Regions from separate parts of the Columba livia genome. Here region 2 is linked to region 1. The links are chromatin contacts, called in public Hi-C maps. All regions are on one chromosome and are shown on one strand. Each heading gives the region's core, a stretch centred on a gene start, on an enhancer-like site or on the middle of the called end of the contact. The rest is flanking DNA. Distances are from core to core; before and after follow the strand shown.

Region 1 (3,911 bases), core at 980-3,479:
CAGAATGTATTTAAGCAGGTTTTTAAATACAGAAGTGACACCCACCATGTATGAAGGTAAAGTTTTCAGTGTCCCCGGTTCTGGTTTGTGTGTAAAAGGACCTTCCAGCACCCCTCGCTTCAGCATGTGGAGCAAAAGTTTGGCATAGAGGTTGCGATTCTTCCTTCCCACCGTTCCTGTCCCCGCTCCTGAGGGCTCGCATAGTTTTTTAATCCACAGTGCACACCTTTGTCGTTCTAAAAATATACAGACACATAATCACTATATGTTTTCAGAGCAAATCAAACACATAGATACCAGTCACCAATCATGTAGATGTTTTGCAAAGCAAAGTCTTACTTTGTAGGGTTTGTGCTTTTAATAATTAGTTTGTTCTAATAATTAGATTTATAAAACCTCATTTATTAATTGAGGTTCAGATTATTACACATTCCTAAGCCAAATTTTCAAAACATCATCTCTAAAATATATTTGCAATTTTGTAAGTGCAATCTCAAAACCAAGTTTCTACTGAATTAATGTTTTAAAAATAGAGAAGATAATGTATTTCTGCAAAAGCACATTTAGGTCACCAGGATAAGAGAGATAAGCTCAAACAGTAGCAACAGGTACTTCAATCCAACTTTAGATAATGTTCAAAACCCCTTCAAAACAGTGCCTTATAACGTCAGACAATAAGCATCTGGTTAAAGAAAGCGATACAAGCACACATAATAATTATCAATAACCTAGAATTTTGTATTAGTGTTTCTCTATACACACATTTTTCCATATTTACCTGACCTATGCTGTAGTTTTAGAACGTGAGGCTTCATATCCACAACGCAATGATCAAATTCCGCATCCAGTTTTTCCCATATTTCCTCTTCCCCATTCATTTTGAAAGAACACCTGCAAAATTATCCACACTGAAGCAAAAAGATCCAATACGCCCATATATTAGTCTCTGTAAATCTTCAGCTATGCAAAGAGATGCTTTGGAACTATACAGATAATAAAACTAAACGTTTTCTTACATTCAGATAAACACTAAGAGTGATTATTTGCAGACAACAGGTACTCCAGAAAATCTACAAGAACGTGTTTGTTTAGATTTGGAAGTGATTAGCCAACCACGCTAAAAGGGGTTCAACCACACACAATTTGGATAAAACACCTAAAGGAATTTGTGGCTCAGACGCATATATAAAACACCTACATTAATATGTTATAGCGGCATTCATAGAATTAGTTTTGGGTTATAAAGAAAAGGGGGAAAAGAGCAAAAATAGACCTATGAGTCAAAAAAAAACAGACAAATGTTGTCAGAACTGTTTTTTAACTAAGGAGTGAAAGGCCAAACTCCTCCAAGACCTCCTGCCATTTCCCAGCTGGAGAACGCATCTTTTCTGCACGTTTGAAATTGCAATTAGACGCTTGTTTGGCCAAATTACCGGCCCCCAAACACGGGTGCGGTTCAACACAACAGCAGGTGGGACCCCCGGGGCCCTCCCCGCAGCGAACCCGCCACCCCCTTGTCCCCCCGGGGCTCTCCCCGCAGCGAACCCGCCACCCCCGTGTCCCCCCGGGGCTCTCCCCGCAGCGAACCCGCCACCCCCTTGTCCCCCCGGGGCCCTCCCCGCAGCGAACCCGCCATCCCCCGTGTCCCCTCGGGGCTCTCCCCGCAACGAACCCGCCACCCCCGTGTCCCCCCGGGGCTCTCCCCGCAGCGAACCCGCCACCCCCGTGTCCCCCCGGGGCTCTCCCCGCAGCGAACCCGCCACCCCCGTGTCCCCCCGGGGCTCTCCCCGCAGCGAACCCGCCATCCCCCGTGTCCCCCCGGGCAGCGGGTCCCTCCCCGCGGGCCGCACACACGCACTTTCCCGCTTCTCTCCCTCCAGGCACTTTATGAACCCGCATCTGCCCGGAGCCGCTTTGCAGCGACCGACCGCAGCGAGCGCCCCCGTTCCCACCCGCTGCCGGGATGAAGTTGGCGGGATCTGACACCCCCGCACCTCCCGGTGATCTCCCCGCGGGACACGCCGCCCCCTTTACCTCGCTCTCCGCGGGGCCGGGGTGGGCCCAGCCGGGCCGGCGGGTCCCGGCCCCCCCACGGCGGGGAAAGGCAGCCCCGCGCAGCGCCGGCCCGGCCGAGCGGCCAACGGTTCAAACCGAGCCCACCCCCGCTCCCGGCGGCCCCGCTGGCCCCGCGCGTTTCCGTTTCCGCGGGGCCGCCCGCCGGTTGCCGGGCGACGCGGCCGCGGCCCAGGCCGGGCTCGGGCGGGGAGCCTGAGGCGGCCGGTCACGGCGGGCCGGGAGCCCCGGGGAGCGGGTGGGTTTGGGGAGTTGCTTGTGGCCAGAAGCCGGTAGGGAAAAAACTCTTGGGCTTGATGGGGGAACAGTGTGCGCTGTCACAGCGCAGAGAGCAATCGCTGCCTGCGGTCGTTAATCACTGCCCCAAGTAATTAACGTCACGTGGTGAGCAGTGGTGTGCTGGCCAGGCCCGCTGCACCAAACTGCCATCGTTTTCAACCCAAAAATCTGTATGCACACTGGTATAAATACTTATTTAATAAACCTCAAGAGGAACCAGCAGAGCCTGAGGGAGCACAAAGGGAGAAACGGGAGATGCCAGAGAACATAGAATCAGTTCGGTTGGAAGAGACCCTCAGGATCATCGAGTCCAACCACAACCTAACTCTGGCACTAGACCATGTCCATGAGAACCTCGTCTAAACGCCTTTTAAACCGCTCCAGGGATGGTGACTCCACTAGTGCCCTGGGCAGCCTGTTCCAACACCTGACAACGTTTTCCATGAAGAATTTTTCCTAATACCCAATCTGAACCTCCCCTGGCGCACCTTGAGGCCATCTCCTCTTGTCCCATCACTGATGTAGCTATGTTGGGTCAAATCCTTGATACACAGGGCAGAGCTGGAGGTTTGTGCGGCAGGAGAGCCGGATGGGAAAAACAAGGGTGCAGGAGCAGAGGGACAAAACTCTGCGCTGTTTGGAGTGTGTTTATTTGTTTTAGCTGCAACTAGTTGGATATCAACTGTCTTTTTTGTCATATATCCTCCTTACAATCAATAATTGGGGAAAAACACTTCCACTCAACGCTTAGTGGAAAATATTTGCCCCTATGAAATTGAAGGTTTATAAATCAGAAGTGGCTTTTGGGTCCGAGCAGTGTTTTGTAGCTCCGGAGTGGGTGCCAGAATCATGAGCGGTTGAAACGAAACTGAAATTGCAGGTGCAGGCTGAATAATTGCAGAGCCAATTTTAGCCACAGTTTCTAAGTGTTTCTAAGTAAAATTTGTTCAAGTGTATCCTTGTAGATAATAGAGCGATTTTGCGTTCACTTTAAAGCATTTTATGCTTGGTATTGTTCATGTTTTGTGGTATGTTGATGTCCTGTCCCAAGGACAGAGAATATGAGGAAATGGAAAATATTAAGATTACACGCCTGACATTCCTACACAAAAGACGTAGGTTACACTTGTTTTGCAGCCATGTCACGAAAACTATTGATTACTCCAAAAGAATTAGGGAAATCTCCCACTCCTTTCAGCTCCTCAGCCTCTTCTGGAGTCAGTGAAGTGATTGTGTGTGCGTCTGATCCCAAATAAAATGTCTGACCTCTTTGATTCATTTATTTCTCTTTCCCCAAAATCGATTCCCTTACTCTGTTTAAAGTGCTTTTCTCTCGAATGAGTAAACTCTTCAGCTCTTCTAAGCTTGATTCACATGCACATATACATCAAACAAGAATTCCTTAAATGTATGGTAGGAAATTGGCTGTTTTCTCTGATTCTCAGCTGTCTCCGGCAGCAGTGATTCGCATTGGGGTTCATTCGGTGACAGCTCTGACAGCTGCGCTGGTTCCTGCGCAGATTGCACATAGCTCCTTAAATCAACGTTTGCAGCCTGAA
Region 2 (4,350 bases), core at 405-2,904, 420 kb before region 1:
ACATCAGAAACACCTCATTTCTTTATGAGAAAGACCTCAGCTTCTGCTTCATGCCCAAAGCCCAAGTGCCCTCATTTGCCAGGGCACAAATCCCAAGATCTCCAAGGTTTTCACACTGTAGCAGAGGACAAGAACTGCTTGTTTCTCCCACCTCTGCTAATTAAAACAGCCATTGTAGGCTGAAAGGAAGATTGACCAACGGGGTTGCATCAGTCCAGTTACAAAAATAATCATGTTGCCCAAGCCTCAGATATTTTTGTGGCTCTGCTTTTTCAAGGCTTCATTTTAAAACCAGCTCATGGTGATTACCCAAGCAGCAAAGATCCAGCTGTAGCAGTTGCTCAGAAACCGGGGCTTTTTTGAAACACAAGGCACTGACTCCCTGTTTTGGTTTTGAACTTTTTCCTGCTCTCCAACCTCATTTTCCATCCGACATCGCTGTTTCAAAATCAAGCTATGCTGATCCACAGGGACATTCTCAGGACATGCACAGCCAGCTTTTCTGTTTCATTTTGGGGTTTTATTAGACCTTCCCACTAGGCCCCTATGAATAGAAGATATTTACCCCCTAAACACAATGGATTTAAGATGATTCCCCTGCTGCCTTCACAGTGTTGCTCATGTACACCATGTCCTAGGGACAATCTGCCATCAGCCTCTCTCCAAGCTAATGCTGTTTTGAAGCTGTGTGTTTTCATACTTTCTCCCAAAAATCAATCATCATCACAGTTGCAGGTCTTAAACTCCATAACAGGTGAATATTGCAGACACTCCAAGGCCCTCGTGCTACAAAGGGGGATTAATCTAGGCAGATATATGTGTCCACATGGAATCTGCCTCATTTGGATGGTATTACATGTGGCTCTTTTTCCAAAAGTCCTGTGGTGCACATCAAGTGATCGAGGCCCAATGACTTCAGCACTCACATGAGGATTACTCATCTAATTAGGGGTTTTGCAGGCTCTACTCCTGCATTTCTGTGCACTGTTAATGTCATTGTACTGGCTTCTAGAACATTTGTCATTTAACGGCTGGCTCTGGGGTTTGTTTTTCTTTGTATTTGCTGCAGTAGATTTGACCCCACAAGGTAGCAGTGGCATTAATCACATGAATGAAGCTGTTCTGTGCACAAACGCTGTAAGTTTAGAGGATAAATTTTGTGAAAACGGGAAAAAACTCAACACTTCCAAGACTCATTTAGCCAAGGAGGCAGAGAGAAGGGCTGTCTTGCTTTCTGGTCAGCGACTCAGCGGTGTCATCGTCACTTTTCCCGCATCACCGGACCCTCCCACGCCCCAGCGCCTCACAGCGCTTCCCCAAACCAGACCCGGCCCCTCCGCAGCCACTTGTCGCCGTGTCCCCCTCGGCAAGACAACCCTTTTCCCGGTTGTCACGCCGCTCAAGCCGCTGCAGGCAGCGATGAGCCCCCCCAGATGTGCCCCGTCCCCCAGATGTGCTCCCCCCTCCCCAACAGCTGCCCGCGCTCGTCTGATGCAACCACAACATCACCACGTGGCCACGCACAGCTGTTCACCTCCGCCAGCCAATCGCAGCCGGCTCCGCCAAAGCTGGAGGCGGGGCCGTCTCATCTGCCTCCCGCGGATAGGTTAAACCGCGCGTCCATCCGCAGATGGCGCGGCCCCTCCGACCAATGGGAAGCGGCACCGCCCCCGGCCGCCTCCTGCGCGGCGGAGCGGGCCGGGGCCGGCGCGGGGGCCGGAGCGGGCCGAGCCGCCGCGCCCGCTCCATGGAGGCCGCGGCCGAGGCCCCGGGGGGGCCCGCGGTGCTCAGCTGCTTCTCCTACAACCAGGACTGCACGTAAGCGGGGCGGGAGCCGCGGGGCGAGGGGGGAAGCGACGGCAGCGCGGCGGTGGCCGGGCGGGGCCGGACGGCTCGGAACGGGGCCGGCCCTACGGGAGTGACCCCCGGAGGAGGCTCTTCGCTCCCTTCCAAGCCCTGGGGATCCCTCGGCCCCGTCTTGGGGGGCACCTGGCTCCCCATAAACACCCTCCGGTGCCGCAGGTTGGGTCTCTGGGAGCCCAAGGGAAGCAGCAAATTTAGAGGAATCGCCGTTTTTCCCCTCCCCAGCAGCTAGGGGAGCATTTTCGGATGGCTGGAGAAGTCACTTTGCCCAGGGGTTTTGTCCCCTGACCTGTGGCCACTCTGTCAGTGGCCCGGTTGCCCAGGACTCAGTTGCTCTGTGTGAGCAGCCGGTGCTAAAGAACCATTCCAGGACAGAGGGTTTTCTGGGAGCCTCTCACCCTTCCCTGTGGTTCACCTGCTTCCAAACTGATCATTTGAGAACCATTTCCAAGTGGGACAACAACCATCCAGCAGGAGCGACTGCACAGTCCAGAGCCGAGATCAGGTCACAGGCTATGAGATAAGAATCACAGACACCACTCACACCTGTCAATAGCATTACCTCTGCACTTACTGCGTCTAAAACAAAGAGCATTTTGATGGGCAGCAATGTGGTGCTGACGTGAACCCGCTGGTCACTGCCCCAAACACTCTGCGTTGGTATTCTGGGCCAGCTGCTGATTTAAGACTGAGATGCTGCTGGTTGCTATATCTGGAACAGAACAGAGCCAGTGCTTGGCATGGCTGTGCCTCGCATTACATGCCTGCACACACCGCTGTTAGCAAGAGCAAAGCTCCTACAGCCCACAGAAATCAGTGTTCTTCTACAGGCTACCTCAGGATTCTTGGTTTTGCCACCTTCCATGCTTTAGGTTGAGAGTAGAAACTGAAGTCTTGCCTTCATGGATCACTGTGCCAGAAATTACACCTTTCCTCTGCAGGGACTCTTGCTGTCACCTGGAGGCCACAAGATCTAAGCTAACAAGCTTTTTGTCTTGTCTTTGCAGCTCCCTGGCAATTGGAACCACAACTGGATACAGGCTTTTCTCCTTAAGTTCTGTGGAGCAACTGGACCAGGTCCATGAAAGCAGTAAGTCTCCTGTTTCGCTGCGGTGGAATATGAGCTGACAGACTTTACCTGTGTTACTGCACTTCAGTCTGCCTGGAGGGGCTGATCCTGCTCAATGCCACCGCACACGTGGCATCTGTTTCTGCTGTACCCACACATGAAGAGAGGGACAGTTCTGGTTATTGCCCTGTGCACAGCAGCCGTCAGAGCAAGCTGCAGCCTTGGAGAAGCTTCTGAACAGCCACCAATACCTTCAAAGTTGAAGGAGTCCCTCAAGTTTAGAGTCCAGCTTATTTCTCCCTGTTGTCAGTCTGACAGCAGCAGTTTCTCCTACAAACCAGCGCTCAGAGGTAGTTCAGCACTAGGATGTTTCAGATCTGCAGACAGGAGACTGCAGACTCCCAGCACGGATGCTGGATAACTCACAGGCTTTTAGCCCAATGTGGTATTTACAAGCAAGATGTTTTTAACAGGTTTTCCATGTAAGAAGGTCATTCACAGCAGGCTTTCAGCTATTAGCTGTGCTCAGAGCAGCATGCAATGGCTTCACAGCCCAAAACAAGACAGGCCTCACAGAGCATGTACTCTGGTCCGGGTCACACCACAGCCAGAAGTGTTTCAGCTGAGATGCACCCAAGATACACCTCCCAGCTGGGAGATGCTACACTCTCTCTGCTGGCCATGGAGGGAGCCTTGGCAACCAGACAGAGCTGCATTATCTGGCACAGAGTCCAGGTTCCTTTCTTCTTTAATCCCCCAGGGCAGCTCAGCTCCTGTACAGCAACAAGCCATAGACATATTTCAAAAGTATTTAGGATTTTGGATTGCCCCCAGAGTCAGACCAAGGGGCAAAGAGAAACAGATCCCTGCTGGTGACACTCTGGAGGTAACAGGAGCAGTGCAGGACAACCCAAGCACTGGTCACCCACCATTCATGACTATCTACACCACAAGTCACAGCCCCTGATGATTTAGGTAGAGGTCCCCCAGGACCATTGCAATGGTGCCTCCTCCACACAACAGGAGGTGTCCCAAACATGGTCTCTGTAAGACACACCAATGCCCACCACAGCCCCAGAGACAGGGAGGGATTAAACAGAGCAGCATTCCCTAAAAAGACTGGGAGAAATCAGACACCATGGAGAATAAACAGTGAGTTACACACAACTTGTTCCTTACCTCAGAAAGTCCCAGGTTGCTCACACCCTCCAGGAAAGGCCCCAACCAAACTGATCCTCTTCTCCCATAGTTGAGCTCCTCCTTTTTATATTCCCTTCCCAAGGATTAACTACAGCTGGAGGACCAAGGATTAGCTTCAGCTGGAGGGCCCTGACAGCACTGTCAAAGGGGACTGACTTAAATTCTGCCTTCAGGGGAAAGTTCATTAACTCCTTCCTGCTCTGACCTAAACACTTTGT

What was found. Hi-C and Micro-C count contacts between places; a contact is called where the count stands out from the background.
Region 2: a Hi-C map of liver shows a contact between it and region 1, with 2.2 times the contacts expected there. The contact joins the promoter of WIPI1 here to the promoter of CEP112 in region 1. A contact is called at or near these places in 2 of 2 Hi-C or Micro-C datasets (crop and liver).

The regions. Positions count from the first base shown.
Region 1 is chr18:11,152,404-11,156,314 of bColLiv1.pat.W.v2, reverse strand. CEP112 (centrosomal protein 112) reads right to left here and starts at 2,229. Exons shown (of 26, transcript XM_065034982.1): 1 at 2,035-2,229; 2 at 779-891; 3 at 46-236. The coding sequence starts at 878.
Region 2 is chr18:11,566,978-11,571,327 of bColLiv1.pat.W.v2, reverse strand. WIPI1 (WD repeat domain, phosphoinositide interacting 1) reads left to right here and starts at 1,654. Exons shown (of 14, transcript XR_010467076.1): 1 at 1,654-1,818; 2 at 2,871-2,953.